2 separate regions of the Capsicum annuum genome follow, and region 1 is linked to region 2. A link is a contact called in public Hi-C data. All regions are on one chromosome and are shown on one strand. The core of a region is the stretch at or near the end of the contact, and the rest is flanking DNA. Distances in the headings are between cores, read along the strand shown.

Region 1 (5,336 bases), core at 2,173-4,672, 130 kb before region 2:
AAAGAGATAAAGCTGAATATGCCAAATATCTTCATTTGGAAGAGAGTTATTGGCAACAAAAGGCAGGGTATGATTGGTTTAAAAGTGGTGATAGAAATACCAAATTCTTTCATAATTTAGTCAAAGAAAGAAGGAATAAATTGAATATAAGCAGAATTTTAGATACACATGGTAGTTGGTTGGAAGATGATAAACAGATCGCAGATGTTGTCATTGATTTTTATCAAAAACAATTTACTCAAGAAAGAGAAGGTAATATTTTTTCTTTGTGAATTACATCCCTGAATTAACTTCTGTTGAGGATAACATAGCTATTAAAACTATTCATATGGAAGAAGAAGTGAGACAGGCAATTTTTAGCCTAAATGGTGATAGTACTTGCGGCCCGGATGGTCTTCTGGGTTTTTTAATCAATCATGCTGTGATATTATTGGGTCTGACATTTGTAGGATGGTAATGGAGTTTTTTAGCAGGGAACACTCTTCCTAAATCTATTACTCATACTAATTTATTCCTCATTCCTAAGAAATAAAATGTACAATTTGTATCAGATTTAAGGCCTATTAGTCTAAGTAATTTTGTGAACAAGATTCTTTCAAGAATTGTTCATGATAGGCTTGACAGAATACTTCCTAGACTGATTTATCCTAATTAATCCAATTTCGTAAAGGGAAGAAGCACAATTGAAAATGTAATTTTGACTCGAAAATTAATTATAGACATTGGTAAGAGGGGGAAACGTGCTATTGTGGAATTAAAATTAGATATGTCTAAAGCATATGACAGAGTTTCCGAATTTTTCTTAATGAGGGTGCTGAGGAAAATGGGCTTTTATAATAGGGTGGTAGATATAATTTGGAGATTAATCTCTAATAATTACTATTTTGTCTTGTTAAATAGGCAGCCTGCAGGTTTTTTCCACTCCATTAGAGGAGTAAAACAAGGGGACCTATTATCTCCTGCTCTTTTTATACTATCTATTGAGGTGTTGACAAAGGCTCTTAATAATTTATTTCAGGACCCTTGTTATGTTGGATATGGAATACCTACATGGATCTTTAATCTTAATCATCCAGCATATGCAGATAACACCATCATTTTTGCTTCATCTAATAAGTACTTTATGAGAGAATTATGCGGATTTTGCATGAGTATCAGCAAAAATCAGGGCAATAGGTGAACAAAGACAAAAGTTTCTTTTACATACATCGAAATACTGATAGTAACATGGTGCCGCGGGTGGAGTAAAGTAAAGGAATGGCTAAGGAATCTTTTTCTTTGAAATACCTTGGTTTTCCCATTTCCCAAAAGAAGAGTAAAGAGCACTATGCAGATCTACTAGATAGTTAGAGGAAATTTAAAAGCATGAAAAGGTAGAATGCTCTCATATGGAGGGAAGTAAGTTATTTTGATAAGCTATTGCAAAGTATACCATATATGTCCTATCTACAATTGTTCCTCCAAAGTGTGTCATTCAAGCGTTGCATGGGATATTCGCAAAGTTTATTTGAAGTAATAAGGAGAATGGTAGGAGCAAGCATTGGTGTGCATGGGATAAGGTTTGTTTACAAAAGAAGGCAGGGGGCTAGGTTTGAGAGCCTTGAATGATGTCTCTAAGGCTATGTACGCTAAATTATGGTAGAGATTTAGAAGGCAAAGTAACTTGTGGACTAATTTCTTGTGGAACAAATACTACAAGAAACAAATACCAACTTTAGTTCAATGGAAAGGTAGTTCACAAAAGTGAAAAGCATTGTTGGAAAACAGGGAGAAAATTTAAAATTTAATATGATGGGAGCCTAAAAGTGGTACATCTACAATCTGGTTTGACAACTAGACAAACACAGGACCTTTGCTTATGAAGCCTTCTAATGTGCAGACATGTTATCCCCTAAAGGATGTTGGTGATTTCTTAAATAAAAAAGGATAGAATTTTGAGAAAATGCAAGAATCAGTCCCAGATGAAGTGGTTAATCATATCAGAAATAACATGAATATGGTGCAATTTGAAAATAAAAGTGACAGACCTTAGTGGACCAAAACCAGTAGTGGGAAATTCACTATCAAGAGTGTTTGGTATCTAGGTATTTATTTTAAACTTTCTTTTCTTACTTTGAGGGTCTGGTTAGGAAAGGTACCAGTAGTAGTTGTTGTGCATCAGTGGGAACCTAACACTTCTCACTAATATGTATGTATTAATCATCTTTTTCTAAAAGGGGACATTGCAGAGAAAATATGGCAGCATTACTGTGAAGCAGCAGGAATAATTGACCTAAGGTTAAATTTAAAGCAATGTGTCAGATTGTGGTGGGAGAAAAATGGTAATTCTAGAGTTAAAGTTGCATATAAGGTGATTCCTATAGTTATCATATGGTTTTGATGGAAAAGAATAAATAATAAGATGCATGGTGGGTCTTACAGTTGGAGAAAATAATTTTAGGACATCAACGACACAATTGTAAAGCTTATGAAAGTCAAATTTAAAGTGGAGGTTGCAGGTAAGGATTGGCCTTATATGGTGCATTTTTTACATGGATATAGACCTACTTACTTGACAAGAGTAGTTAGGTGGTGTCCACCCCCTCAAAACTGGTTTAAGACTAATATTGATGGGGCTTCTAGGGAAACCCAGGCCCCAGTTCAGCTGCTTTTTATTTTGAGGGATGCATGAGGTAACTCAGTTATGGCTAAGGGTTTGAAAATCCCTGATACAAGTCTGGTAGCTGAAGCAACAACAATAAAGTAATGTCTGACTTATTGCAGAAGCCAATCTATTCAACAGCTAATTGTGGAAACTGACTCATGGAGTATGTGTCAAATTATTCAGGGAAATTGGGAGATACCAGGGTGTGTAACAATTGAGGTCAACATCATCAAGGATTTGATTGAAAAAAATGATAGTAAGAGTATCACATTCCCTTCGGAAAGGTAATACTCTTGTTGATTTTTTAACTAACTTAGTTTTTTATTTTGCAGGGAATTACTTATTTAATAATGTCACAGAAATACCAGCAAAAGGAAGGAGTATAATTGAATTGGATAAAAAAAGGCACACCATATATTCAGATAAGCATTCAGCACAACTATAGCAAGATTAAAGGGTTTCTACATAACTTGAACAGATAATGAAACACAAGCAATGGGGAGCAGATAAGTCAAATACATATATATACCAAGTTGAAAACGTTTTTCTTTGGATAGAAGTACCTCACCTGGTGAGAGATTCAAGATGTCGACTGGTATGAATATCCACACTTTGGTATGAGCAAGTTGAGATTTATCTGCATTTTAAGTTTATTTTGAAAATTTTATTTCAAGTTGTCAAGACCCATTTTTGTTTGGACCAGGCCTTTTCTGGTTTGGTTGTACATTTTTTTGGTTTAATAAATGGGCTTGTTCCCGCCTTTAATCTACAAAACATCATTTATGTTGGTTTTTTTTTTACGGCATTTTTTAAAAAAATGTTTCTTTTTCTGCCCTATTTTTTTATATAAAAAAAACTAGTTGTTTTTTTAAAACTTTTCCGCTCCAATTTTTTTTAAAAGAATATTAGTGCTATTTTTTCACTATGTTATTCCTCTTTATTTATTAAAATAATTAAAATTTGTTGCTCTTTTTTTTATTAACTACTTTTTGCTCTTAATTATTTCATATCTTTTATGAAAAAAAGAAAAGAAACAACTATGTTATTTTATTATTTTGTATTTATACTTTTATTTATTAGGTTGAAACGTATATATATATATATATATATATATATATATATATATTACTACATAATTAATTTACATAATATTGATATATATCGATACACTTTAATATACCATTTACATGATTTTGATACATATTTATACACTATTTATATAATATCGATACACGTTTATACATCATTTATACTTATTGATACATTACATAACTATTTATAAAATATTGATACATGTTTATACAGATATATACAATATCAATACATTATATATACACTAAATAACTATTTATCTATCGCATTCAATGCATATACAAGTTCGAAAAGTTATCTACGAATTTCTCTTGTGAATAATTAAATTAATAGTTATCAAAAAATTATCATTTAGCCATAAACAAATAAAATAATAAATATTTAAAAAATAAAATTAATAAATGAAAAGGAAAGAGGCCCTGAAAAAAATCAGAAGGGAAATAGAGAGTGTCTGAAAAAATCAGAAAGGAAATATAGAGTGGGCTAGATATATTTTAGGCTAAATATCTCTTGGATCGGTTAGAATGTTAGTTTGGTTTGGGCCTTCGGTGCCAGAGGAACAAGTTGTTTATTTTTTATGTAAATAAAAATAGAGAAAATTATCTCATATACCATTATTAGATTCAAAATTACAAATTCTAGCATCACTTTTAGATAATTGCAATAATAGCTTTTTCATTGTAAGTTATAGTAACTTTTTAAAATATATATTATTTTTATTGATTTCCAAAATTTGTTTTTTAATTATATAATTTAAAATTAGTCCCATATTTATAGGGTTGTAATCAATCTTCCCCTTAAATAGTATATTGATAATTATGATAAAAAATATTATATTTTAATTCAAACTTTGCACACTTTTATCAAACAACTTTATTAAAAGAAAAAGTGTATTATGATGTAAAAAAATATTTCATTATCCAAAAAATTTTCTGAAGTACTTTTCTCTTTCTCCATTCACATACTCAACCAACAAAACTTTATTGAAACTCTTTTCTCCATTAACGTACTCAAGCTTTTTGTTGAAAAATAAATTGGGTATTTATCTTCTTTGAGTAAAAACTCAAATTTGATCTATTTAGGATTTTTCATTCTCCGTTGTGATATATATTCATAAATCATGTCTAAATTCGAATTTAATTCGCGTAGAAGTTCTAGAATGATCGAGAATAATAGCCTCATTCATCTTTCTAGACCTTCATTTTGATTTAGGTTGTTTCAATTCGTCTCCTCTATATAAGTGTAAAAAAAAGATTGTTGAAAGTGGGTCTTACATCAATAAGCAAACTTTGAAGTTTTGTTTGTTCATGAACCATTGAAGACGCTCAATTTGAACATGCATATTGAAAAAATCTCAACAAAAAGGTTTTTTTCCTCAAGATAAGAGGAATCATAAGAGAAAGAATGTTAGTGAACAAGTGTCGGACTCCGATTTTGAGGATGAGATTCAATTACTCAAATTCAAAAAATTCAAGTGTGGAGGAGAAGCACCTTCTTGAGTAACAAGGGTGAGGGCTAAAGTAAAAAATGCCAAGGATGTATCCAACAAGAAATCTCGAAAAGTTAAGGTATTTTTTTTATTTTGTAAAAGTTCTTAGTT
Region 2 (5,069 bases), core at 2,118-4,617:
TTTTATTTGAAAACGAGCATTATTGTCCTTCGGCAAATCAAGATATTGCCCAAAGCAGCTGTCCCTGAAATAAGCTTTCAAATTTTGTTCTCGAAGTATTTTTCTGAAGGCATCAAAATTTTTTTCCATGGCTGACTTAACCACGAAATCACCTGTTAAATTTGTGGCACCATCGTACTGCATTCTCACAGGATAACTATCAATGCTAAAGGTTTTGACCAACTCTTCGGTGGAAGGGCTAAGAGCATTTGGATCATCTCTTTTGAAATATTCCTCCTCCCTATGTTCATTATCTTCTGCTTCTGATTGAGATAACGCTTGTAAAGCAAGCTCATAGAGTGTGGATGTGGCCTAGCTGCTTTACTTGTTCCTTTACTTGGACTTGATTCGATTTCTTTTCTTTTGGGAGCCATATAATCTAAAAATAATAGAAACATAAAATAGATTATAATTGATTAATGCATTGTTAAAAAAGGATAACAGTATATCTGACATGTACAATAGTAAAATAATAATTCCAACATATCACAGATTTGTTGCACCAGGTAAGTTATCTATTGCAATATATAACTAACCTGTTGCAATGGATAAGTAATTTGTTGCAACAATAAAAATAGATCACTCATCTGTTGAAACAGATGACTGGTCAGTTGCACTAGGTATTTACTTGTTGCAACATATAACCAACCTATTGCAATGGATGAGTAATCCATTGAAAAAAAAAAAAACTCACTCATCTGTTGAAACAGATCACTCTTCTGTTGCACCAAGTAGGATTCTGTTATAACATATAACCAACCTGTTGCAACGAATGAGTAATTCATTGAAAACAGTAAAAACAGATCACTCATCTGTTGTACCAGGTAGGTTATTTGTTGCAACACATAACTAACCTGTTGCAACAGATGAGAAATCTATTGAAAACAATAAAAATAGATCACTCATCTGTTGAAACAGATCACTCATCTATTGCTAAATGAGTTATCCGTTGGAACTGTTATCAACTGTCAATATTATTTTTGATTTCTTCTAAACAAAATAGTCATTTGACGCAACAGATGAATGACCGGTTAGAGTGTTCATCTGTTGCATCAGATTTTCATTGTTGCATCAGATTTTAATTTGTTGCATCAGATTTCCATCTATGCATCAGATTTTTATTTGTTGCATCAGATGATTCATCTATTACATCAGATGGTTTATCTGTTGCATCAGATAATTCATCTATTGCAGAAAAAAAGTACTAGGATTTTGTTCAATAAAACAACAACACTATCACCATTTAATATCAAATACACCATTTTTATCAAGAAAACAACAAATTAACCCAACAATACCAACACAAAACACACACTAAAAACATCAACGGTGACAAAAAATTACGAACATTGTTATTTTACATTTGTACAAACACAAATAACAAAAATTAAACTTAAAAAAACTCAACAGACATTAACAAATTGAATCAACAGTTCGACAACAAGAACTACAATAACAATAAAAAATTATATTTCACACCGAAAAGAATAGAGAAGAAATGCCAGAAATTAGAATTTTCTTCAGTCCACATTTCAAATTTAAGCAAGAAATATTGAAATTGTTAACAATACTAAAAGAGAAGTTGGTTTAAGTTCCTCTTTTTCTTCGTAACTAAAAAAGCATATTTTCTTACTTGTGAAAGAAGAAATGGGACGACGAAGAACTCAAAGTTGTTGTCGTCGGAGAACATTGTTGTCAGGTCGATTGGCGGTTGAAAGTCGAAAAGGAACTCGCCCAAATATTTTTCGCCGGAGGTTGAAGCCGCCGGGGATTGAAGGAAGAAATTTTACAGAACTATTGGTTGGGGGAGAGAGAGGAGAGAGATGGTTGATGATTTGAAGAGGAGAGAAGTGTGGGTTGATTTGTATTTTTGAAAGTGAGTTGATTTGTAGTTTTAAAAAGATTAAAAAGTTTTGAAAATATTAATCAAGTCAATAATTGACTTAATCAATTTTCCTAATTATGTTTGACCCTTTAAATTGGTCAATGTCATCAATCCTTACAGAAATGACACCTTTCCTTCAATTTTCTCCTTTTCCTTTTCCTTGTCACTTATTTTTAAAATAAATTTTTATTTTTACTTATCACTTTGGACTAATCAAGAAAAGGTTCAAAAAAATCTATTTTAACTTTAGTATTAATTATTTATCCTTCAAATTATTTTTAAAATCTTATACTTTAAATATTAATTAAAAAATAATATAATAAAATATATTCAAAGAATGTGTCAATCAAAATTCCATAAATATAAAAAAAGGAAGCTTCATTTGTTTAGTATTTTCCCTTTTTCGATCATAAAAGCCAAAAAAAGATAAATCAACGAGTAAACATCACAACACGTATACCACCAATTCTCCTCGGCTACCTCTTGGAGTCCTGCTCCCTTACTGTTTGTCGGTTATTTGGAACCAACGTAATAAACACCTTTTTAATGGACATGGGACTAAACCATCACCACTCTTAGCCATTAATATGGCTGCGGAATTTTGGTATTTAGCAAGAAACTTACACAATACCAGTATTCCCATCACTGTTAATGCCAAATGGAACCCTCCAAATATTAACAATCTCATGCTGTACACTGATGCTGCTATATCTTCGGAGCATAGTATTGGCGGGTTAGGGGGGTTTTCCGTAACCGCAGAGGTGATTGGATAATGGGTTTTACTGCTTTTACAACTATTCAGGACATAACTCACCTTGAACTTTTAGCATTTTTTGCAGGTTTACAGCTAGCTGTTAAACATAATTTCAAATCTCTTGAAATAAATGTGGATGCTACGCAAGTGGTAACAATGTTAATAAGTGCTAATTATTTTATTGACAGTTTTTCGCTTCTGGATGACTGTAGGTATCTGCTCCTACACATGGGTAATCTGGTGGTAAGCTTGGTCTACAGGGAACAAAACAGGCTAGCTGATGGCCTGGGAAAAAAAAGTCATCTCTATTGCACTACCATCCAGTTTATTTCATAGTTCTTCAGTTATGGATACTGTATCCACTTTTTGGTCACCTCCTCAAGATTTGAAGAAGTTTTTGCGGGCTGATATGCGAGGAATTTTTGCTACTAGGTGTGTCAAATCTGCAGCAGCTTTACTGCCTAGCGTCTCTATTAATACTCCTACTAGTTCTATGAATGGTTTGTAAATATTGCACTATGTGCAGATACTACGATGACTATACTACCAACTACCTCCATGTAGTTTTTGTTATGATGCTATTATAATACTAAGTATCGTAATTACCAAAAAAAAAACATCACAACACGTACCCCTCAATTTTCCTCCAGATTTAGGGGAAACATAAAACTGAATTGAAAACCGAAATCTAGGGAAAGAAAAAAATTACAGTAAACAAATACTAATAATTAAAAATAATTATATAAAAAAAAAAAAAAAACGTAAAGAACGTAAAGAACATGAAGTAGTTGGTAGCGAAATTGAACCCTCCAAATTTTATTCTTTTTCCTTTCCTGCATTTTGATTTCTTCGATTATTCCTCCATACAATAAAACAAAAGAAAAAATAGATCCTTCCGACATAGTCTCCGGCAATCACCATATCTTCCTAATCACTTTCCATTCATACTTAGTCGACTTACTTCTAGGGTTTCAATTATTCATTGATGCTGAAACGTTTTTCCGATGTCGAACATCGGTGAAGAAGACAATGACGCCGTATTAAGCGACGTAGAGGCCGATGATCCGATACCTATTGATATAACAAATGAAGATGTTTCAATTGACAAGTTCCGTGAAATGCTGGTTGAGCTCGATCGAGAACGCCAGGCTCGATTAGCCGCCGAGGATTCTAAATCACAGCTACAAGTTTCCTTCAATAGATTGCGAGTACTCGCTCATGACGCTATCAAAAAGCGCGACGAGCATTCGAGACAACGCGATGAAGCTTTGCGGGAGAAAGAAGAAGTTTCAATAACAGTTGGGAAGATAAAGGAGGAACTGGAAGAAGAAATTAAGCAGAAAGATGAATTGTCGAAGCAGTTGGAAGAAGTGAAGAAAGCGAAAGATTCGATGAGAAGTGAGATGGAAACTGCTGGTTCAATGTTAGTTAGTGGAATTGATAAGATATCTGGTAAAGTAAGTCAATTTAAGAATTTTGTAGCTGGTGGATTACCGAGGTCACAGAAATATACAGGGTTTCCAGCAGTGGCGTATGGCGTGATTAAAAGGACGAATGATATTGTAGAGGAATTGTTGGGACAGATTGAATTGGCAGCAAAGTCGAGAAATGAGGCGAGAGAACAAATGGATCATAGGAATTATGAAATTGCAATTGAAGTTTCGCAGTTAGAGTCAACGATTAGTGGTTTGAGAGAGGAGGTTGCGAAGAAGGATAATGTTGTTGAGAGTTTAGAGAAAGCTGTAGGTGAAAAAGATGAGAAATTGTTTGAATTGGAACGAGAGGTGTGTGGGAAGCAAAAGGCTTTGGAGAGTGAAGTGGTTGAATTGAGAGATTTGGTGAAGGAATATGAAGGTAAGTCGAGCAGTTTAGAATCAAGGATGGAAATGCAAAGATCATTACTTGCTGAGCAATTGAAACATGTTACGGAAATACACAAACAGATTCATAGTGCTGTTAAGGTTGTTGATGCGCGGAAGGCATCTGAGTTGTCGGAATCCTTGTTTCTTGCTCAAGAGATGGATATGGACGAGAATATAAGGGCAGTTTTAGCGGGATTGGAATCTATATATGAAATGAGTGAATTTGTTGTCCAGAAAACAAGGGATTTGCTAGAAGAAAGAAGTCATGAAGTGAAAAGCCTAAACGAGTCAGTTTCACAATTAGTAAAAGAAAAAGAACAGATTGGGTCTTTACTGAGAAGTGCTCTTTCAAAGAGAATTTCAGTGGATTTGTCATCCAAAACAAATGAATTGTTTAAGATAGCGGAAAATGGATTGAGAGAAGCTGGGATAAATTACAAGTTCAACAATCACGTTGGTGATGGTAAGAACCCTGCTTCTGATAATAAAATGCATGCCGAAGATACAGAAGAGGATGAAGTATATGCTT

What was found. Hi-C and Micro-C count contacts between places; a contact is called where the count stands out from the background.
Region 1: a Hi-C map of leaf shows a contact between it and region 2, with 2.6 times the contacts expected there. The contact joins the promoter of LOC107848342 here to the promoter of LOC107847800 in region 2. A contact is called at or near these places in 2 of 5 Hi-C or Micro-C datasets (leaf and placenta).

What each region holds. Positions count from the first base shown.
Region 1 is chr11:107,076,290-107,081,625 of UCD10Xv1.1, reverse strand. It overlaps LOC107848342, which reads right to left and starts at 3,422. Exons shown (of 3, transcript XR_007046762.1): 1 at 3,208-3,422.
Region 2 is chr11:106,946,134-106,951,202 of UCD10Xv1.1, reverse strand. LOC107847800 (myosin-10) reads left to right here and starts at 3,367. Exons shown (of 5, transcript XM_016692296.2): 1 at 3,367-5,069. The coding sequence starts at 3,683.